Regions from separate parts of the Mus musculus genome. Here regions 1, 2, 4, 5 and 6 are each linked to region 3. Evidence: chromatin contacts called from public HiChIP or PLAC-seq and promoter capture Hi-C data. All regions are on one chromosome and are shown on one strand. The core of a region is the stretch at or near the end of the contact, and the rest is flanking DNA. Distances in the headings are between cores, read along the strand shown. Region 1 overlaps Syn3 (synapsin III). Region 2 holds the start of Tmem263 (transmembrane protein 263). Region 3 holds the start of Pwp1 (PWP1 homolog, endonuclein). Region 4 holds the start of Nt5dc3 (5'-nucleotidase domain containing 3). Region 5 holds the start of Cry1 (cryptochrome 1 (photolyase-like)). Region 6 holds the start of Ric8b (RIC8 guanine nucleotide exchange factor B).

Evidence for each region. Promoter capture Hi-C pulls out the DNA fragments that hold promoters and counts their contacts. HiChIP or PLAC-seq counts read pairs in DNA pulled down with a chosen protein or histone mark.
Region 1: a contact with region 3 is called in an H3K27ac HiChIP or PLAC-seq map of the NIH/3T3 cell line, with 5 times the contacts expected there. The contact joins the enhancer-like site here to the promoter of Pwp1 in region 3. A contact is called at or near these places in 5 of 115 datasets of contacts at active chromatin or transcription factors (the NIH/3T3 cell line, bone marrow-derived macrophages, cardiomyocytes and 2 more) and 1 of 9 other capture datasets (embryonic stem cells).
Region 2: a contact with region 3 is called in a promoter capture Hi-C map of second pharyngeal arch cranial neural crest. The contact joins the promoter of Tmem263 here to the promoter of Pwp1 in region 3. A contact is called at or near these places in 19 of 39 promoter capture datasets (the 3T3-L1 cell line, 3T3-L1-derived adipocytes, the C10 cell line and 12 more) and 2 of 115 datasets of contacts at active chromatin or transcription factors (extraembryonic endoderm stem cells and pancreatic cancer cells).
Region 4: a contact with region 3 is called in a promoter capture Hi-C map of pre-B cells, with 5 times the contacts expected there. The contact joins the promoter of Nt5dc3 here to the promoter of Pwp1 in region 3. A contact is called at or near these places in 8 of 39 promoter capture datasets (the 3T3-L1 cell line, the C10 cell line, the HPC-7 cell line and 3 more) and 2 of 9 other capture datasets (adipose tissue and liver).
Region 5: a contact with region 3 is called in an H3K4me3 HiChIP or PLAC-seq map of forebrain, with 7 times the contacts expected there. The contact joins the promoter of Cry1 here to the promoter of Pwp1 in region 3. A contact is called at or near these places in 7 of 39 promoter capture datasets (the 3T3-L1 cell line, cranial neural crest, embryonic stem cells and 2 more), 2 of 15 datasets of contacts at CTCF or cohesin (the NIH/3T3 cell line and large pre-B cells), 14 of 115 datasets of contacts at active chromatin or transcription factors (the 230-238 cell line, bone marrow-derived macrophages, differentiating embryonic stem cells and 9 more) and 1 of 9 other capture datasets (liver).
Region 6: a promoter capture Hi-C map of pre-B cells shows a contact between it and region 3, with 3 times the contacts expected there. The contact joins the promoter of Ric8b here to the promoter of Pwp1 in region 3. A contact is called at or near these places in 2 of 39 promoter capture datasets (cranial neural crest and pre-B cells).

Annotation. Positions count from the first base shown.
Region 1 is chr10:86,449,711-86,453,330 of GRCm38.p6, reverse strand. The region is part of intron 2 of Syn3 (synapsin III); the gene reads left to right. Among named protein-coding and RNA genes, the nearest start is that of Syn3, 47 kb to the left of the region's middle. Within about 2 kb of position 2,175, at least 28 of the 459 cell types and tissues checked have an H3K27ac peak or open chromatin away from gene starts, as enhancers often do. A contact at or near this core is called in the NIH/3T3 cell line, where this site is marked.
Region 2 is chr10:85,100,895-85,104,684 of GRCm38.p6, reverse strand. It overlaps Tmem263 (transmembrane protein 263), which reads right to left and starts at 2,058. Exons shown (of 3, transcript NM_001013028.2): 1 at 1,688-2,058. Fhl4 (four and a half LIM domains 4) reads left to right here and starts at 2,190. Exons shown (of 2, transcript NM_010214.4): 1 at 2,190-2,389.
Region 3 is chr10:85,870,382-85,874,155 of GRCm38.p6, reverse strand. Pwp1 (PWP1 homolog, endonuclein) reads right to left here and starts at 2,325. Exons shown (of 15, transcript NM_133993.3): 1 at 2,142-2,325. The coding sequence starts at 2,213.
Region 4 is chr10:86,777,115-86,780,549 of GRCm38.p6, reverse strand. It overlaps Nt5dc3 (5'-nucleotidase domain containing 3), which reads right to left and starts at 1,545. Exons shown (of 14, transcript NM_175331.3): 1 at 1,239-1,545. The coding sequence starts at 1,440.
Region 5 is chr10:85,183,241-85,187,059 of GRCm38.p6, reverse strand. It overlaps Cry1 (cryptochrome 1 (photolyase-like)), which reads left to right and starts at 2,006. Exons shown (of 13, transcript NM_007771.3): 1 at 2,006-2,746. The coding sequence starts at 2,589.
Region 6 is chr10:84,915,750-84,919,157 of GRCm38.p6, reverse strand. Ric8b (RIC8 guanine nucleotide exchange factor B) reads right to left here and starts at 1,545. Exons shown (of 10, transcript NM_183172.2): 1 at 1,333-1,545. The coding sequence starts at 1,416.

The DNA of each region.
Region 1 (3,620 bases), core at 926-3,425, 580 kb before region 3:
CACCCCGGGTGGCCCTAGCTTGTAATATTCTCCTTCCTGCTGCCTTTAATGTGTCAGTAAAGTATGAGGCCACCCACAGAGACAGAACCCTCCTGGAATCTAGTGTTCCCACCCCTTGGAGGGTCAGGACCATGGATCTGTTTGATTGGCAGCGTTATTCAAGGAGCTATGAAAATGGACATATTAGGGCACTGGGCTGAGACTGCTGGTCGAAGGCAAAGCCATTGGACAACGTGGATCCATCTGTTTTAACCTGAGGTCAAACAGCCAGTCAACAGCAGAGACAGTGGGCTCCACCCCCAAGGCATCTAGAATTCTAGGCCATCCTTCCCCTTCTCTCTGCCACACAGAGCTGTTCTGAGGCAGCTCCAGGCTGAATTAGCCCACCCTTCCACCACTGTCCCCACTCCCAACCCCCGCTCCCCGGCAAGAAGGCAGCAGTCTGTGTGGCCCATCAGGAGACAGACTTCTGACTCTCAGCCAGATAGAGGGATGGACCGCCTGACCCTCACCTCAGCCTGAGACAGCCTGCCAGCCCCAGCAGGAAACATTCCAAAGACTCCTGGGAAGGTGTGGCGTCTTTGAGGCAGGAGCTTCTTGGGTGGCATACAGTGCAGAGCGTTCTTGGTTCTGGGTTGGAATCAAGTCCAAGGCTGTCAGTCCTATAGGTTGGACAACCACACAATGACCCATATAATAAAAGATGTAGATTTGTGAGTTATTGCAACAGTTTGCCAGTAGGTGGCAATAAAGGGTCACAAGGAAGATCTGGATGCAGGGACAAGGGAGACATCTCCATACCTGGCCAACATATAGGAAGCAAAGTCCTGTGCCCTGTCACAGGGTGCTGTCATATGCAGTGACTATTGAGAAACAGCTCACAGACTGGATGTTTAGAGGCAGAGGACAGATCATAACGTATAATTACAAGGCAGGGCAGTACCATAAGGTAGAGGGTATGATGTGCTCACCTGTGGAGGAGGGGCACCCAGCCCAGCCAGGTGGGGTTGCTGCTAAGGAAAACAAGAGAGCAGATAGCACCTATAAGTACTATGGACTTCGAGAAAGAGGAGTCTGGCAAAATAGAGGTGTGAGCCTGTGCAAAAGACCAGAATCATAAAGCAGAGGACGTACTGAAGCATCCCAAGAAGGAGTGTGTGTGTGTGTGTGTGTGTGTGTGTGTGCGCGCGTGCGTGCGTGCGCGCGCGTGCATGCTCGCGTGCATGTGCATGTGTGGTGTGTGTGTGTGTGTGTGTGTGTGTGTGTGTGTGTGGGGTGTGTGGTGTCTATGGAAGCAGCTGTAAATAATGTGGATGTTAATGTAATGTAAATGTGGATTAAGTGGGCCATCTGCTGGCAGAGTCCCCATTAGGAAGGAATTGTACTGAATCTTGAAAATCTGAAACTATGGGAAACTTATGAGACCTTAAATGGCAACTTCTCCATCTACAGGATATGGGTGGCGATCCTGCCCCATTCCCTCTTGGGGGTTGATGAGAAGGTCAAGTACTAGGGAGAAGAACACTGGAATCTGCAGGGGTGCAGAGTGAAGAATGGAGAGAGGAGAGTAACTGAGAACTAGGGAAGAATGGGAATTAAGAGTAAAGACCACGCTGGCCATTGCCATGCTGCTACAGTCTGGATGTGTCCTTATGAGCTGTAGTCATCAAAGAAGGGATGCAAATATTGTATTTAAATGTTTGCTAACTCTAGTCATGGTGGTAGTTCATTTTCAGTGTCATCTTGTCTCAGTGTAGAATCGCCTGAGAGCATCAACCCGGGAACTGACTAGATCAGATTGACCTGTGGACTTGTCTGTAGATGATTGTCCTAATTGTTAATCGGGAAAACCCAGCCAGCTGTGGGATGCACCATTCCCTACAAAAGAGAGCCAGATGAGAGCAAGTAGGCAAAGGTGAATTCATCTTCTCTTGACGCTTGACTATGGACATGCGGGGACTGCTTCAGTTCTTGTCTTGCCTTTCCCAGAATGTTGGGCTGTAACCTGGTGTTATAAGCCAGAAAGCCCTTTCATCTCTCACTTGCTTTTGGATAAGGTCTTGTACCACAGCAACAGAATTGAAATTAGAATACTTATCAACTTTAAATATTAGTCATACGCCTCATAGGCCATTTGCTGTCCCCCCCTCAGGCCCCACAAATACTGTAAGTGGGATGGAATGTGCTGACTCCCTTGTTGAAGACTCGTGATGAAATTCTGCATTGGGTGAGACTAGCTACACACAATTGAAGAGCACCCATGGGAAAGAAACAAAGGGACACCTTACTTTCAGATCATACCAACCATTCCTGTCCCACAAAAGTCCAGCCCCAGTGACATCTTAGCCTGTTAATATTGTAAGAAAAAGTACCACAAATATTGACGCTGTCAGTCAAGGATGCTGGAAGTCTTGGGAGAGGAAGGTACTACTGACGTTGGCTGAGAAGCCATAGGGGCTTGTGAACACAGACAGGGAAGCATTCTAAGAATTTGTAGAAAGAACCCTTTCACAAAAGAAGACTGAGCAAATCGTTCCCTGCTCCAGGGACAAGAATAGAATGAAGAAAGTTCAGAGAAAGTTTGTGAGCATGATGCTTACAGATTATCCATCAGAACTGGGTTGTGTGGCCACACCTAACATCCGGGAGACTCGGGGCTATAGCTTTGTGTGCTAACCTGTGCTAACCTGTGAATGTTTCTGCTGAGGAAAAGGGAGAGAATGAGGGAGGTGGAGGAAAAACACTGCTGCCATCCCTAAGAAGGAAATGCTTACTGCAGTGCCTGGTTCACTGGTGAGTCGGATATGCAAGCTGGCTCTTTAGCATTATGTATGGGAAGGCACCTAATGCTCTACGCACCCTTCTATCCAGACTCTTTCAGGGTTGAGCGAAAGAAAGCAGAGACTCAGAGGAAAATACCTGGAAGCAGGTTACCCTTAAGCATTTAGTCTCTGGGTTTTGCGTTTCCTCCCTGATAGGACAGACATAAAAATGCCTGCCTCGTTTAATGTATACATTAAATGAAAAAGGCCACAGATTCAACCCTATAACTCACTGGTTCATTCATTCATTCATTCATTCATTCATTCATTTATTCATTCAATTAATTGCACTCTTGTGGTGTGTTGCACACTCTTGTAGTGTTTTAAGTACTCTTGTGGGTGCTGGGGATAAAATGATGGGCCACAGACTGGTTGGAGTCCTGTTGTACTTCAGTGGGTTACAAGTGTTAAGCACAGTTACTGATTCTAATCATACTTAGAATCAGCAGTAGGGAAGACAGCTGGTGTCCCAAGGGAGATGATCTACATTTACGGTCAGGAGAAGGTTCCCTATGGAGGAAAGTGGGCGAATGGGAGGGATCAAGCAATAAGATTGGAGGGTCAGCAGGGAAAGGGAGGGAGGTCATAAGTGCTGTATTTTATGAAAAGATAAGGAGAGAGGGAATATGTTTGGTGGAGATGCAGTCAGGTGTGGGAGAAGGAGGTGCCTCTGCGGAACCATGCTGAGGCATCCCTTCCCCCTGAGGAACCAGCCACGATAGAATAGTTTATTCAGGGCATGGGGATGGAAGTTGTGAGGGTAGTAGGGACAGAGAAGGAGAGAGAGGGGGGGAGAGA
Region 2 (3,790 bases), core at 809-3,308, 770 kb after region 3:
TTGGGAGGCAGAGGCAGGCGGATTTCAGAGTTCGAGGCTAGCCAGGTCTACAAAGTGAGTTCCAGGACAGCCAGGGCTACACAGAAAAAAACAAAACAAACAAACAAACAAAAAATCCCACACAAAGTGACAAATAATCGAGACTGTCAAAATAGTTTTAAGTATTTTTCTTAAAGAAACATGAAATAGGATTAAAATATTCTGCCAAGCCAGAAAACCAGTACTTCTGTCATCCTCACTAAAATACACTTAATTTGTTCAATAGATGCTGCCATTCCTACTTTGTGCCACATCTTGTTGAGACAATGAGTGAACATAAAGACCGTACTCTTAATTGTATGTCATCTGGTCCAGTAGCATCAGAATGTAGGAAAAGGGTAAAGACTCAAGGACGGAAACGGGAAAGTCAAGATTTTCCCCGAATATAAACATATATATATCAAACACTTTTGAATTTATATGTTAAAATCAATTAAACTTTTCGAATGATGTTTTCATTGAACTTTTTTCGAATGATGCTTTCATTGAACTTAGTTTCTGGTATAAGTGCTGCTATACAAAAAAAAATGAAAGTGAAAAATGAAAGCAGATGTGTATTAAGCGTTGCTAAAGCAAGAATGGAAACATACTTACCTGTTAGTGTGATAGCCCTTGAGCGGCAACAACTAGAAGTTTTAAGCACTAACCAATAGCAGATACAAATACCCACAATGTTTCCTTTTGGATTAGTAGCGTTCACAAGATACAAAAGACACAATCAAGTAAGATTTCGCTTCCTAGTCTAGGTGTTTCTAACTCTTCCCAGCAGCCCTAGCTCCCCCTCATTGATCCACCTTTAGGCACAAGCAAGTCTTTTTTTTTTTCCCCTGAGCAGAGCAGTGACGTGGCAGGAGAGGCAGAAAATGACCCTAGAGGCTGGTGCTGGCTTGGACACCTCCTTCCTCCGCCCCTTCGTTGTCCATCCAGCACACCCTAGTTCCTGCGGAATTCCAATATAAGACGGGCTTAAGAGAGACGATCCAACTTGATCCCGAGTGGCAGCTCCGGGGCTAGACTAGATGCTGCTTGTGCATGGCAGGCTCGGTTTTGGATTGAGCTTGGGGTCGGCAGTGACTGCACTGGCGGCTGCTCCAGGACTCCTTCCCCCCTGCTCCCCAGTCACTCCTTGACACTGCCAGCGCCCCTCTTCATTCCCACACCTGCGGGCTTAGAACAGGCGTGGGAGTGGAGTTCCCGATTTAGGAAGAGCAGCGGGAATCTCCGCTTGGAGCCAAGCCCTGTGTACTTGAACCCACCGGGACCGTTTATCAACAGGTCAGAAGTTAAGTGGGGCAAGGAAGCTGGGCTCCTCCTCGGATGCCCCATCTCCTCCTCCGCACCAGCCTGACACTCAAGGCAAGAGGTCAGACCCAGGCTTCCAGAGCGACTCCCTTCAACTGCAGACACCGCGTCCACAAACTCGTGGACCCACTGGGGTAACCCCATACCTCCGTACGCCCCCCAACGACTCCCGCCCATCCCCCTCCCGTTCAGTGTCCCCCCGCAAAGGGCCAGGCTGGAGCGGCCAGGCCCCGGGGTCGTGCAGGTGAGGTGCAGATGAGGCTAACGGGAAAGGGCCCGGAGTGCGGCCACTCAGGCCGACGACACCCTCCCGCCCCCGCCCCAGCCATGGGACACACTCACTCACCGCGGGGTCGAGGCCGGGAGCTGCGGCCGGGCGGAGGGAGCGGTGGCACGGAGAACAGCAGAAGCGGCCGGGGCAGCAGAGGCCCTGATGCGGCCCGGGAGTGGCTTACGCGACCTAGATGCTCTTCTCCGGCTCAGAAGTCGGAAGACTCTCGGTGCGAGGTCGGTGCGAGGCGGCGGCGGCGGCAGCGGCGGCTTCTGGCTGCGGACGTGGCGCCTGACGCGACCCGCCCCCTCCGCAGCCTCCGGAGCTCCCGCCTCCTCCCGCGCCTCGGGTTCCGACGCGCACGCGCACTCGCGCCCCCGGCCCTCCGCCCCCCCACCTCCCGCGCCCACCGGTCGCTCGGCGCGCGCAGCCCTCCCAGCAGCCCCCGGCCAGCCTGCGCGCGCGCCTCATCCGGAGGGTCTCCCCGCCCCCTCCGCCCCGGCCACCCAATCAGAGCAGGCGAGGGGGCGCTGCCCCGGCGAGGCGCGCGCCTCCGGCCTCGCCCGAGTCTTCGGCCACTCTCCGGGCTCGAGGGAACTAACGGTTATGGGGGTTTAGAACTTCTCCCCTGAGGAGGGCGGCATGCTCGCCGGTGTCTCCCTCTCCTTCGCCCAGGGGCTTCAACCTTTAGCTGCTGCCCTAAGGGAGTGACGGGCAGGGCCTCTGTCAGTCGCTCTCCCCAGGGCGCTCTGCGAGCCTGTGTCACCGAGTGATAGGGTGAGGCGAGGCCTTGCTAATTTGTGTGGGGTTTTTGTTGTTGTTGTTGGTCCACCTGGAGTCCTTGAGCGTAAACATGTCAGGTTCGCCCTCATCACACAGCGGATGCCCAAGGCCTTTCAGGGGGCCTTGAATTTTGGTAGCGAAAGAAGGTTGGTTCATCGATGTGAGAATTGAACTGGAGAGGGAGGAAAACTGTCACTTCCTAACTAGGGCTTCGTCAGGGCCCCTCCACGTTCTTGCCAGCCTTGGGGGGAGGGGGGATCCCTGGTGGGGTCCTGTAAAGTATTGAGCAGCCTAAGAAGATGCTGTCTGGGAAGTCCTCTGGGTTCAGCGTTGCCTCTGCTTCAGATGGGAAACAGGACAGTGAGCTTCCAAGGGGGCTTGTGATAGCTGCCTAGGAAGGCTGTGAGGAGGAAGCAGAGACGTGACGAAATGGCTACCTGACTAGATAATTGCTATTAGCTTTTCCTTGACTCTCAACATCTTTAAGATAAAAATGACAATAAGTCCACCCTACACTTTTGGGAAAGATAAGAAGAGAGACTGTGGGTGTAAGGGGGCTTTACTGAGAAATTATACCAAAACGTGAGATTTTTTTTCTTTTCACGACCTAGTTATCAAGTGGAAACATACACAGGACAGGGGACCTCAATTTTTAAATGAAAGTAATCAGCGTGGTGTAACTGGATAGCAAGTGTTTATCAAGTCTCAGAAAAGGGATGCTAACAGCAACAACAAAAAATCCTGAGAGGGAGCTAACCTTGGTTCAGTTCTTAAATAGAATGAACTAGAGCTTAACCGTTATCAAATCGATGAATTAAGTCCATTCAGATCACTGTGCTGAAATTATGATAATCTTGTTTTACAGAACTAAAAGAGAATGATGATTAGGAGAGTTTGAACTGTGGTATTAACTGAGTACCAATCTTTTATTGTCATAGACTCCTGAATTCTTAATAGGATTTTAATAGGTGATTTCAAGATTGAACCCTGGGCAAAATTACAATGCAGAACTTTATAACTTTCTTTCCAAATTGACTTACAGTTTTGCTAGTAATTAAGGCTATAATTCAAAGCAGTGGTATATTCTGTTTCATAAACCAATGAAGGTACCAGGGAGCTTTTGGCTCCTTCTGAACCTACAAGTACAGGTAGTCCAGTATTTCTTATAGATCTGACCCCAGTCAGTTCTTGCTGTCTCAGTTTCCTTACCTATAATAATGGAGAGAGGGCCCAGTGGTTAAGAGCACTCACTGCTCTTGCAAAGGTCCTGAGTTCAGTTCCCCACACCCACATGTCAGCTCACAGCTATCTGATGCCATCTTCTTTTTAAAAAGAACAACATCCCATTCAGTTCTAAGCCACTCTTGTCTATATGAGAATCTTAATTGAATTGTT
Region 3 (3,774 bases), core at 1,076-3,575:
TGTCGGCTCTAAACTTAAGGAGGCAGAGCTTGTACAAATCGGATCTGTACGAATCCTTTGTACAAATCAGACTCCGCCCACCTACCACTGTTAGCAGCCGTGCTCACTCTGCTCCTCTGCCTTCCTCAATATTCAAATAGGCTGGCTTCTGTAAAATAGACAGACCTGTGGTCGCCATGTTTCTTCCAACTATCTCAGACTCCAAGGGCACCTCCCTCTCTGGCTATCAAACCATAGAACATCCGTCCTCTGCCTTTTTTCCCCTAGCATCACTGCCCAATGTAAATGGATTCTTTCTGGGAACTAATAACCCCCATCTTCCTCCACCCATTCCAACCTTGAATTCCAGCTCTATTTTCCCCACTTCCAGTAACATTTCCCATTTGGCTATCTTTTGTTCTAATGAAGTTCAAAACTAAGGCCACTCTCTTCAAAACTGGCATTCCCTCACCTAAATAGTGAGTCAGTACCTTTAAGGCACATAACAAGAAGGCAGTGGGGGTGGGGGGTGGGGTGGAACACATGCCTTTAATCCCAGGGGAGGCAGAGGCAGGCGGATCTCTCTGAGTTCAAGGCTACCTGGTCTACAGAGTGAGTTACAGAACAGCTACACAGAAAAAACCCTGTCTGGAGAAAAGACCAGACCAGACCAGACCAGACCTAACACTTCTGTATTAAGCTTGTAAAGGCCAACACTAGTTGGGTATTGTTTATTTACTTAAGCCCGCAGTGTGGGTTGGCCATAATGGCAACACTCCACATGAAGGTAAATCAACGGCTCAGTTTCTACTAAAGAGCCTCCAGATCTTCAGTGGCTCACACCTATAACTCTAGTATTTAGGAGGCTGACACGGGAGGATTGCCATAAGTCTGAGGCCACAGCGGGCTACAGAGTGAGACCTGGTCTCCAAAACAACAACAAAAAACGTTGAGATAACAAGAATCTCCCTGAGAATGACATTCAATTCTGCCTGAGAAAGATCCAGAAATTAAAGACTGAAAAACTCCGGGGAAGGCCGGAGGTCAGTCGGTAAAGCTTTTGTTGAGCAAGCATGTGGATCTAAGTTCCATCCCAGAAGCCACTCAAAAGCTGGGTGTAGTGTAGGGGACACCTGTAATCCCAGCACTAGGGACTACAGAGACGAGAATTTCTGGTGCCTTGGCCAGCCACTCTATCTCGATTGACTAACGCTGGGTTCAATCAGACAGCGCACACATACACAAACACATGAACATGGGCATACATACATACACATACACACACACAAAGGTATTTGTATTGCTTGGGGTTGGGGCATGACAACTAGGGATTTTTAAGACTCTCTTAATACTTCGAAAGCTGTGTATGGCCCTTTTAAAATGAAAACAATTTTCTTTTGGAGAATTTTTAATAAGGCAAGTGTTGTCCCTATCCTATAAATATACACTGCTTGCTTGCTGTTGGCAAAACACCAGAGAAAACAGTGACTAAACACTACCTGCACTCTGGTAGAATTTACACCTATAAGGAGTATTTCCATCCCTCACCGCATGTAAATTCATGTCGAGGCCACTCCCACGTCTATCACATATCGAGTTGTCACTACTCAGACAATTACACCCATAGCAACCCCTTCACTTCTTTTAGGACACTTACAACCCCTGACATCCCGAAAGTCAAGAACAGGGCTTTGCCCTATATCGCTCCAACATATCCCGGAACTCCAGGCTCCGCTTGGCTTGCAGAAAACACTGTGTAATGAACAAAACCGCCTGAGTAACCGGCTTCCTTTGCCACGGTCTCCAGCTTTTGTACAACTTCCTTCATACTGTGTTACACTGACACCTTGTTCTCTCTGCCCCATAACGTTTTATCCGGATCACCGTAAGAAACTCGTAACAAGCAAACACCCCCGCCCCTTCCCAGTGCACAAAAAGTCCACGTGTTCGTGCATCTCAGGGATGGGATCGGGGTTCCCGCTCCGGGCAGGGAAGGGGCGCGCGGTCTCTGCTCGCCCGGGTCACCGGAGCCACACCTCACATGGCTACAGTCCCGGCCAACCTGGCAGGTCCCATCGCGTGGCTCCTGCTGGGCGCGTGCTGCCCCAGACGGGGCCGAGCCCACGGCCATGCCGTGGCATCTCCCCATACACAGGCCTCACCTTGTCTGGAGTCTCTTTGGCCACGCCGCGGCGGACCCAGGCCACGCAGGTCACTTGGCGGCTGCGGTTCATGATCTTCGGTTTGAACCCGGCGCAGGTTGGAGCCCTGGGAGCTGGGAGACACTACTCTTGAGCTCCGCGGAGGGGAACAACGCGCAGGCGCGGGCGCTCGCTGACGTCACTCGCAGGCGCCAAGGGGAAGGGGAGGGGAATTTGCATGAGATGGGCGGGGCCGTATGCAAATCTACGACTGCTTCCTGTGGAGTTTCTATCTCCTTCCTCCTATTCTTCCATAAGAGTTCCCAAGCTCCATCCACTGTTTGGCTGTGTCTGTATCTGTCTGAATCAGCTACTGGGGGGAGCCTCTCAGAGAACAATATGCTTCTGTCTGCAAGCATAGCAGAGTTTCATTAATAGTGTTAGGGATTGGTGCTTGCCCACTGGACGGGTCTCAAGTTGAAATGGTTATTGGTTGGCCATTCACTCAGTCTCTGCTCCCTCCCCTATGCCAGCATTTCTTGTAGACAGGATAAATTTTGAGTTGAAAGTTTTGTGGGTGGGTTGGTGTCTCTATTGGAGTTCCATTCTGGATACAGGAGATGGCCTCTTCAGGTTCCACATCCCCAATGAGAGTCACAGCTAAGGTCACCCCCCACTGATTCTTGGGAGCCTCCCTTATCCCAGGCCTTTGTCTCGTCCTGGAGATGCAGGTTTCCCCCCACTTTGCAGATTTCCATTCATTTTCATGGCCATATAGCTATCTCTCCTGTTCTTCTCCATGCCTGATCCTGAATCCCCCATTTCCCCTCTCTCCCAGTTCCCTCCCTCCATCAGCCTCTTATGACTATTTTATTCCCTCTTCTAAGTGAGATTCAAGCTTCCTTGATTGAGTCTTCCTTCTTGTTTAGTTTCTTTGGTTCTGTGAAGTGGACCATGGTACCTGTATTTTATGGACAATATCCACTTATCACTGAGTACACACCATGCATGCCCTTTTGGGACTGGGTTATCTCACTCAGGATGATATTCTCAAGTTCCATCTATTTGCCTGCAAAGTTCATGATGCCTTAGGTTTTAATAGTTGAATAGTATTCCATTGTGTAGATGTACCATGCCTTTATCCATTCTTCAGGTGAGGGATATCTAGGTTGTTTCCTGTTTCTGGCTATTACAAATAAAACTGTTATGAACATTGATGAACAAGCATCTTTGTGGGATGATGGAACATCTCTTGAGTACATGCCCAGAAGTGGTATGGCTGGGTCTTGAGTTTTCTGAGAAACTGCCAAGTTGATTTCCAAAGTGATTGTATAAGTTTGTACTCCCACCAGCAATAAAGACTGCTCCCCTTGCTCCACATCCTCACCAGCATATGCTATCTCATGAGTTTTTTTTTTTTATCTTAGACATTCTGATGGATGTAAGGTGGAACCTTAGAGTTGTTTTGATTTGCATTTCCCTGATGATTAAGGACTTTGAACATTTCTTGAAGTGCTTCCCTGCCATTTGAGATTCCTCTGAGAATTCTCTGTTTAGCTCTGTACGCCATTTTTTAATTGGGTTATTTGGATTGCTGGTGTCTGCCTTCTTGAGTTCTTTGCAAATTTTGGATACTAGCCCTTTGTCAGATGTA
Region 4 (3,435 bases), core at 296-2,795, 910 kb before region 3:
AACAAAAGACAGGAGTAGTGAGTGGTTCGTGTCTATAACTCCAGCACTTGAAAGACTGAGGCAGGAGGATTGCTTCAAGTTTAAGGTTACCTTAAAACCCTGTCTCAAAAAGACCAAAAAGAAAGAGGAAACTAAGCAAGAGAGAAGAGCTGACAGGGCCCTGACAGGACACACGTTTGCCTGGAATGGTGGTTCCCGCCCGCCTGGAAGGATAGAACACACAGGAGACTCATGACTTTAAGGCCTGGAATACACAACCCATCTCAAAACACTTGCCTGGCCAAAACCAATAAGCCACTCTTTCAAAGAAGTCTCCATTGCTTACACCTCGGAATGTGTTGTGAAGATATTCCAGGTGGGTTTTGTTTCACTTGAACAGGCATGTGGCCAAAGATGCAAATGGAAATCCTACAAAAACGTTCCCTCACCAACCCCCTTCCTCATGTAGCACCCTCCCCAAACCACCCCCTCCCCAAATCCCAGTGTCCTCTGACAGCTTCAGTGTCTGTGCTTCACTGGCCCTTTACTCCAGGTTCCAAACGTTTGACTGCAAGAAGCACAAAGCAACACACAGGACAATGGATTCCCGACCCTGAGTCAAAATCAGTTTTTGCTTAGGCCCCTTGCTCGCCCTTCCCGTCTACATAATGGACATGACCCCCTCCTCCGGAGGCTATGGGCGATTCAGAGTCGACATCAATACCTGATACTATTATAATCTGGTTCCTCTTTCCATTCCTTCTCCGATTCCCTAACCGCCCAGCCAAGCTCTTTCTCAGTTCACCTGACCACAAGTATTCCTCTTCTCCTCGCAGAGGGCGGTGGATAACCAGACCACCCTCCCCTTTCAAACAGCACATTTTATCTACTCCACCCTGCAAAAGGGAGACCGGCTCATCCTCCTGACCCAGTCGCCTGCGCTGGAGCCTGTCTAGGACAGCGCGGCAGCAAGCTGGGCTGCTACTACCATTCCCAGGGTGAATGACACCTAACGGTGTTTGGGGGAATGTCTTCCTACCGACGCCCTTGGAACTCTCGCAGCGGCCCAGAGCACTTGCGATGTACACTCCAGATTTAACAATCCCCAGGTATGAAATAGCTTCCCCGGCGGGGGAAAGCCAAAAAAGAGTTGCGAAGTTTTAGAGTCGCCTTCCCCGCGGGGGCCGCGCGACAGAGGCAGGGTGCGGGGGACCCGAGGGGTCCTCGAGTGGGCGGCGCAAGCTGGGACACGCACTCACCGTCCGTGCTCCTCTTCGCCTCGTGGTAGCGCGCCCACAGGTAGCTTTTCATGTCCACGGCAGCCGGGGCAGCCGGGGCAGAGCACAGGCGCCGAGCGCAGCCCGAGCGCGGTCGTTCTCGAGCCACGGCCCCGCCGCAACTCCGCAGCCCTGCCGCCGCCCTCGCCCCGGCCCCGCGGGCCGCCGCTGCCACCGTGGCCATGCTGCCTCTAAGCTGCCAGTGGCACGGATGGCCAGCGTCGCGAGGCTCCGGGACGCACGCCGGCAGTTCCTACGTCTGAGCAAGTGCCGGCGCGGCCCAAGAACCACCCACGGTGGGGCGGAGCCGGGGGCGAGGCTGGGGAGGTGGGCGGGTTCTAGAGGGAAGCAGGAGGCGGGGTCAAGGATTAGGCTAGGAGCTGCGGGATGGGTGGGGCCTGAGCTGGGTCAGGGGCGGGGCCTGGTTGGAAAGAGGAATGCCCCGGCTGAGTAAAGAATAGGGTCTAGAGAGAGAATGAGTTGGACCATCTCGATTGCGTCAGAGGCAGAGTCAGGGACCGAACCTGGGGAGACAGAGCCGGGGGCCTAGGCCAGTTAGAGGCTGGGTCAGGTGTGGGCCTGTGGAAATGGAGTGGGACGGAGTCTGGGTTGAGTCAAAGGCGGAGTCAAGGGCGAGGCCTTAGAGAAAGCGGGTTGGGCGTGGCCGGAGCTGCCAGGGCTCAGCGCCCGGTCGGCTGCGGTCACTTCCTGACCCGCGAGGCAGGAGGGGGCGGAGGGTGGTTGAAGTCACACGGGCTAGGATGACTCATCTCCGACCCTATCGCTGCCAGCAAGACTCTGCTCTACCTTCCTCTTGCCTTCCGTGGCGGGCCCCAATTCTGATTGCACTGATGAGTGTACGCACTATCCATCTCTGATCCCAGTCTCTGGAATGCGACCCACTCCGTGTCAAAGGCTTCTGCAGGTATCTCCTGGATCTCAGGTGCCTCTCTGAGACTGCCCTGAGGCTGAGCTTGGGCCTATCCAAGAGTTGCCCTTTAAAGAGTTGCTGGGCCGAGATTACACTCGAGGTCTAAAGTCGTCTGCAAGATCCTGCCCCTGAAGACTCCCGATAAATGTAAATTTCCTTAACAGTGCAGGCCTCTGGAAAGCCGGGTTCCCACCTCCAGAGAGGTCCTCCGGACATGATTAGCAGTCTCCTGCCCACGCTGGCAGCACGCTTGGTACCTGTTCCACTCACTTGCTTAACTGCACTTATTCCATGCCGCTCCTGCGGGACTTTCTATCACCAATTCAAGACCTACCTGAGAAACACTGGGCCCCAAGAAATTCCCAAAGTATCCCATGGTGACCACTGAGTAGGGGGGGGCGGTTATAGTGGGAATGGCTAGAATAATGAGAGGACAGACAAGGCACAGTGTGAGACAACCCCAAGCATTAGCGACTCAAGTTGTGGGCTGGAAGAGTCAGATGTTTTTGTGGAAGGTGATGACACTGGAGCTAGTCCCTGACTGATAATGAAAACCATTAATAGAAAGCTGGCTGTATATTTTATCGCATACACTCTTCCCAGCTGTCTTAAAAGGAACGTACCGCGTCTCTCCTTTAAACACAATGAAACCGAGGCACAACAGAGGTGAGATTGCTTGCCTATCGTCACAGAGCTGAGTCCCCTCTTCTGTTGGGTGGTAGGGAGGACGGTAGCTAGAAAGTAATCCTTAACTGTTACAGGTTAATGTTTTATGGATCAGTGATAAAATTGGAGGACAATAAAATGTGCAAATCGATATGCTATCAAATCCATGGGCTCTGGTCATTAAAAGCTTCCTTTATGACTTGAGGACATTTCACTTCCTATCTTTTCTTATTTTTACTAATAAAAAGTTTTGGTGATAACAATCATCAATTTTACTTAGGTGAATTTTTAAGTCAAAATATACTATAGAATTTTTTTTTAAATTACGATTGGTAAGAGTGCTTCTATATATTCTCTTAGACTATAGGACCCTGTGGAATCACGATTGTTGTACTTACCATAGAAACGTGGATCACTTGAAACCCACCCTTTGTAACTAAAACCAGATACAGCGTTATAAGAGAGTAAGAAAACTGAATCCCCAGACCTGGATAGTGACCACTCCTGCAGAGTTAAAAGAAAATATCTGATGAAAGAATCCAAAATAGGTGCTAGGGACCTGGCGTAGTCTGTTAAGAGCTT
Region 5 (3,819 bases), core at 757-3,256, 690 kb after region 3:
AGCCACCATGTGGTTGCTGGAAATTGAACTCGGGACCTCTAGAAGTACAGTCAGTGTTCTTAACCGCTGAGCCATCTCTCCAGCCCATAGATGGGTATTATAAGAAGTTTTTATTAGTCTTTGTAACAAAGCCACAAGTGATGTATCACACATGTGCTTGGAGGGCCCCAGGAGGCAGGAGACGCTATATTTGTACTAGAGGTAAAGAATATTTTCAAAAATTAGGGAGCCTTTTATTTGGGTCTGAAGCTACAGTATGAGGAGACATACTTTAGTAGTTCAAAGGTTAATGTAGATCCCAAAGAGCATTCCTCTATCAGAGGAAAACCCAGCACATATAAAGAATAAGAAACAGATAATAAACTCCACTAGGGGGCTGGGGTTTTGTGGTTAGGTTTGCATGTCATCTCTTTGGAACACACCTGCTTCATTCAATAAGCGGCTGCTATTCTGGCCCTGGATGCACCGGCCTAGGACACCAGGTGTTCCTGAAGCTGAGGCAAGGGGTATCCAAAGCTCACTTTGAGGCTTTCCTGAGCTGCAAAGTGAGTTAAGGGCAGCCTAGATGCTTAATGATATACTGTCTCCATAAATAAATACATAAATAACCCTGGATGAATATATGCACATAGGTGATGCTAGGACTCAGGGATAAGAGCAAAACCAAGAGCCATCTTCAGTTACACAGCAGGTTCAAGGTAAGCCAGGGCTCCGCGAGACCCCGTCTCAACAAAAAGGGCATTGTATGTCTAAGGCATGGCCTGTAGGTTATGGCTAGGAAGTCTGGTAAAGATGCACATGTGGCCCTGTGTTCTCATTAGACTTCAATTGCTTTGATAAAACATCATGAGCAAAAGCAACTTGGCCAGGAAGGAAGGGGTTTGTTGCCGTTTACAGTTAATAATCCATCGTGGGGAGAAGTCAGGGCAGAAATTCAAAGCAGAAACCTGGAGATAGAGGGCTGAAGCAGAAGCCATGGAGGAAAGCCGTTTTGGTTCCCTGTGGCTTCCTCAGCCTGCTTCCATATACAACCCGCCTAGGGCTACCAGCCTAATGGTGGCGCCACACACACTGGTCGGGTCCTTCCACATCACTCATTAATCAAGAAAGTGCCCAGACTTCCCTACAGGCAACCTGATGGAAGTCTTTACTACAATTAAGGTTCCTCTTCCCATTTAACTTCAGTTGAAGAAAAAAAAAAAAAAAAAAAAAAAAAGCAAAGCAAAAAGCCCAAAAACCTAATCAAAATACCTTCTAAACTACACTTCATGTAATAGATTAGAGTTGATAAATTGACGATGTATCTACAGTATTATGAAATGCTGAATATCTGAGATCGGACCTGTCTTCTCCAGAGCTTGGGCAAAGGTGCCCGCCCCAAACAGTAAAAAAGGCTAACGGCGTGATTTCTGCTCCTTTCAGAGCAGGGGACTCCGATTAACACCTGATTGAAGCTGGGTGAGAGGCAGGACTGTGCCTCGGTTGCCTCTCACCCAGCCCAGCAATAACTCTCAGGGCACACGGAACTGGCTTCAGACCTTCCACACAACCCATAGGAAGAGCCCTGGGCGCGCTCCCGCGTCCTAGCCTCTTCTCTTCCACCGCGAGAGCGCAGCGCACGCGCGCCGTGCCCGGCAGAGCGCGCGCCCGCGAGCTCCCCGCAGCCCCGTGCTCATCCGGGTCCCCGCGAGCCTCGGCCAATGGAGGCGGCTCCCGGCCCCGGGAGCAGAACTATGCCTCCTCCCCCTTCTCGCGGCCTGTGGCCCCCGCGAGCGGCCTGGGGCTCAGGAGACCCGCAGAGGCTGCGAGTCCGGATCCCACGCGAGAACTCAGGTCGTGAGCGCCCAGCGATCGCAACCGGTCCCGAAGCACCGGGCGCGGCGGCGCACGCGGGGGTCTGAGCCAGTGTAGTAAACACACTTCAGAAACGTGAGGTGCCGGTGGTCACGTGGGGTGCATGCCGCCCAATGAGAAGCCGGGGGCGGGGCGGAGGCCGCTGACGCGGCGGAGTCACCCGGGCAGCCTCGGGACCGGTGACCGGCAGGCGAGCGTCCCGCGGCCTGGAGCTCTAGCCCGCGCTCTCCGAGCTCGCTGCCCACTCCGGGACGCACAGGCCGCGTCGCGCGGAGGCCGCGTGAGCTCGTGTCCGTTCGTGGAGGCCGCCTCGGGCGCGCCACCGTCTCCTCGCGGGTCGCCTCGGTTGGGCGAGGTTTCCGTGACGAGCCTCCCGGGGCTGCTGCGACCAGCTCGGGCCGTCGTGGCGGCTCGGGCCCCGCGCGCTCGCTTGCGCTCCGGGGGTCTCAGGCCCTGGAAGGTATGCGTGTCCTCCGGACGCTGGGCGCGGGCTCCTGAAGGACGTCGCGCGTGGATCCCGGCGCCTCGGCAGCCTCCATTCATCTGCCAGCTGCGCGCTCGCCACCTCCGCGCCCCGCCTCGGCGTCGCCTCCTCCCGTCCCCTCTCTGCAGCCCTTTCCCCACTCCTCGGGTGAGGAGGTTTTCTTGGAAGCGCAGGTGTCGGTTATGAGCCCGGCTTCCCTCCCTTGAAGCTCTCGGTAGAGGAAGTCGGGGTGACCCGCCGCGCCCCGAGCATGGGGGTGAACGCCGTGCACTGGTTCCGAAAGGGACTCCGGCTCCACGACAACCCCGCCCTGAAGGAGTGCATCCAGGGCGCCGACACCATCCGCTGCGTCTATATCCTCGACCCCTGGTTCGCCGGCTCTTCCAACGTGGGCATCAACAGGTGGCGGTGAGTCCGAAGCGCTTGGGAAATCAATCGATCGCGGTGTGCGCGAGTCGGGTGTCGATGCGTTAGTGTCAGATCTGAGATTTGGTTTTAGTCCAGGGACCGAATTGCCTACATCGTTAAAGAATTGTAGATGTGGTCAATATTAAATAGTACAGACTTAGTAGTAGAGATTATTGACGACCCTGAAACACTTTAGCTTTTACCGGTAAGTTATGTGTCTGTGTTGATGGGAACGCCTTCCCTGATTTGCGAGAAATAACTAGGAGGAGAATTAAACACTCCCAGATCATAATGGCCTTGATATCTTAGGCCTCCGAAAGGGTTGTAATCTTTAATGTTGACGTGTGTGTCTAGGTAACTCATAGTGTGGAGAAAAACCATTCATTTATTATAGCGGGCTCCGGATCCAGCTTTCTTCCCCCTTGAGGTTAGAGGAGGAAAAGCAAGGGAAAGAATTAGCTGGTTTCCCAACTCTCTCTCTCAACTCCTCCTTGTGGTTGACAAGACAAAGCACAGTTTTTCTTTCGAGGCAAAGTATAATCCTTCTAGGGAATTGCGACTGGAAGAAATCCTCCGGACATTTTGTGAGCTGTGCCTGGGAAAACAGGATAGACGATTGTGTGGCGGAATGAAACGAAAGCATTAGTTCAGCAGATAATATTGATAGCTTATGTGCCAGCCGTGTCTTTGGATATGAGGGATAGAGCTGTGAACGAGAAGTCTGCCCTCTTCAGGCATATGTCCAAGAAAAAAATACGTATGTAGTCCTTTTGGAGATGAGACGTGTTGCAAAGAAAAGACGAGGTAAACAGGAATAGGGATGGGGACACAATTTAAAACAATGTTAATTAGCTGGGGATGTAGCTCACTGGAAGTTACCACAGCTAGGATGTGTGGAGAAAGTGGTCGCCGATTTGAAGACATGGGATGCAGCTGTCTAAGGGAAGAACATTCCAGGGAAAGGTCCTGAGGTGAGAATGGGTTTGATCTTTGGAAGGAACAGCCAGCCAGAATGACGAGCAAAACCTCTGGGGGAAAGTACTAGGTGATGAAGTTATAGTTGTAACGGGGGC
Region 6 (3,408 bases), core at 296-2,795, 950 kb after region 3:
ACATTATTATCCTGAGTGTTACTCTCTGTGAAATGAGGAATATCCTCCTCACTGTCCTCACTAGATTGCTGGGAAGATTAAGTGGGTATGAAGGTTCTTTTAAAACAAGAAGTATGTCTCTTCTGGAGGTATTTTCTACTAAGCGCAGAAATGGGCATACAGGCAGTTCACTGATACAAAATATATGAGAGCGGAGTAGTAGGCACAGAAGAGAAGGTCCACAGGGGCATACAGCCATGTTTCTTTCAGAGAGGGCTGATAAATAGGCAGGGGAAAGGAACAGTAAGGTACCTGTTAGGTATATGGTGTAACTTGGTGATGGATGGGTCTTCAGAGAAGAGAGTCATACAAGTCTCCCAAACAGCCTAAAGGTGTTAGGTAGGCTACTTATTAAAGCAAACATGAGAAACTGCTGAAAGGAAAAGGAAGATCTAATGGTACTTGGAGAGAGAGCTCCTCCAGAGATGAAAGTGGTATTAATAATAAGATACCGATCACTGTAGCAAAAGACCAGTGAATGGATAGTTTGAAAACCTAGGTGGGAAGGCTCTGGCTCCCAGGAATGACCTTGGGCTAGTTACTTAGCCCATCTGGAGGCTCCATTGCAAAACACAGATAATACCTCACAGGATTGCTGTCAAGATTAAATGAGATAATGAACAGAAAAGCTGTTAATGCGATACAAATAACAGGTATTATTAGGAGTTGGATTTTCTACCCACTTGCAACATATGTCCATGACCTTGGGGCGTGATTTCAGTTCTTTGCACCTCGGTTTCCTCATCTATGAAATGGGAAGGTTGATACCATCTACTTTATAAGCACTTGGAGGATATCAAAGGAGATCACATAAAAGACATCAATGCCTGGTAAACCATACAATGGTACAGGTACACAAAGACCTGCCATCGTTGCTGATATGTTTTGTGCATGACAAGGGCCGTGTTTATGCAGAGAAGCATGTATTTTCACACTATACAGGTGAGAAAGCCTCGCATGCATTTTATGCATCCAGGAACGGGGCACTGGGCAGCCGCGCATCTACAGATTCTGGGGGTGTGCCTTGCACGTTTAGGAAGAAGACCACAGGACAGGCTGCTGGGCCAGAAATCGGAGTGGGCATTATAGTGGAGGCAATGGGTAGATGCAGGATGAACGAGTGGGAAAGGCTGGGGGCACAAACACGCATGCCCAAGCCGGAAACGTTTTCGGGGGAGAGCAATGCGCATCCCCGGAATGAGGGGGATGGGGAGGATGCGAAGTGCAAGCCCCGAAGGCGGCCCGGGGGGAGGGGGGACAAGACAGCGAACGCCCGGGGCCAGAGTTCTTTACCTTGTCGCTGTAATCCCTCAGGACCCGCTCGATAGCCCCCGCCTCGCCGGCCCGGACGATGTAGAGGGCGCGCTCTTCATCCATGGCCGCAGGTGCGGGGGAGCCGCAGCCGCTGTGCGCGCCCCAGCCGCTGCCTCCCAGGTAAACGCCTCGCGCCCCCGCTACCTCGCTCCTTCCCAGCTTCCTTCCTTCCCTCCTTCCCTCCCTCCCTCCAGCCTCCAACCCGCCAGCCTCCGCCCGGGCAGGCCCTACGTCACCGCCCCTCAACTTTCACCCCGCGACGTCACCGCTCCCCCAGCAACCGGCGCCCGGAGGCCTCCCCTGACAAGGCCCGGGGCTTGGTGGAGGCCTGAGGAGCCACCAGAGACTGAGTCAGGCCCAGGCCCTGCCTACTCCCCTAGGTCTGCCAGCCTTGGGGAAGAGTTGGGCTTCGCAGCGGGCTTCCACGAGCAGAACTGTCTCTCCTAACACTCTATGAATCATTCCCCCATAGCGGACGAGAACTGGCGGGCTGTTCCCCGCCCATCTGCGAGCCTACCGCTTCTACACTACAATTCCCGACATGCAATGGGCTCATCCCACGCTGTCATCTGAGTTATTAGTGAACTGAATAGCATGCCGGAATTGGTAGTCATCCAGTGCAAAAGACTTCCCTCTTTCCAGAGGGCATGCTGGAAAATGTAGTTCCCTAAAGGCCGGAAACCAGAATCCTGCGACCGCTGGAGGCCAGAGGCGGAGGGACCCTTCGTTGGTGGGAGGGTCTAAACTGGGGTTTAACTGGGTTTTTTGTTTTTGGGTTTTTTTTTTTTTTTTTTTGGTTTTTATTTTTTTCTTTTTTCTGACCTGCACTTAGACGCGGCTGGTTGGACTTACTGACGATGGCGAAACGGCCGACCCTTGGTAGTGGCTGTCAGCGCCAGGTTGAGTTCCCTCTATGCTCAGTTAGCGGTTTCCGTCTCTGGAATGCTCACCCTCCTCACCCGGTTGCAGTCCTGTTATGCACTAGGCTACAGCAACATGGGAAATTGAACACAGTTCTTTGTGGAACCCTAAGGAATCACAACAGATAAAGAAATTTGGAGAGATCTATATATCTATATAGATATTATTTGGAGATAGATTATTAGATTATGTATATATAATTTTATATTATATGTATGTATATGTGTGTGTGTGTGTATGTACATATATACATATATATTTTATTTCTATTTTCCAGATGAAGAAATTGAAGCTCAGAATTAATGAGGCATACCTGGGATTTGAACCCAGGGAAATTAGCTCTGCACTTAGTAATTGAGAAAGTTGAGATTTGAATCCAGGTCGTTCCCAAAGATGTAAATATCACACAACCAGAGTATCCATGGAGTCAGTGGTGATGGAGGCACATATTCTCCAAGTGTTAGTTCTGTGCCAGCCACTTACATTTCATCTGGGTTCACTCAACATCTCAAAAAATTAAATATTTGAGAATTTGTGCATTGCTGGGCATTATCCAATACAGTGTGGATACAGTGGCTCCCAAAACAAGTCCCAACCTTACTGGGTGGTCTGTTCTTGTGGACATCACCATGAACAGCCCTGCTGTTCTTGTTTTAAAATGAGCAGTCTTGAAAATTTAAAATGCATAGTTTTTATATTAAGTTTGGACCTGGAGCCTGTTCTGCACTCCCAGGCTCTCTCATAGAGAATAGATGAATTCTGCAAGAAATTTCCAAGCGTTTTACCCTCAAGTAATCATCCTTGTTGCCTTCCCCGTGGGCCTCTTAAGCTTTGCTGAAGAGGAAGGAGAGATGTACAAGTGTTTACTCATCTTCTTGGGTTTCTGTTACCCTGTAGTAGATCTGGGGAGATTTAAACAGTGTAGACGCCGAGCCCATGGAGCTTGGATTTTCTGATGATTATACTTTTCATGAAGCCAGTATTTTATTGACCATGCAGCTGAACAGTCATTGAAGAGCAGGAGACGATTGTGGTTTTGTTTGTTGTTATTGAAACAGATGCTGAAGCCAATCAGTAAAGAGAGAGATTCGTTTGGTTCTGTCCATGGCTCCTTGGTGTTATTCCCTGTGACCA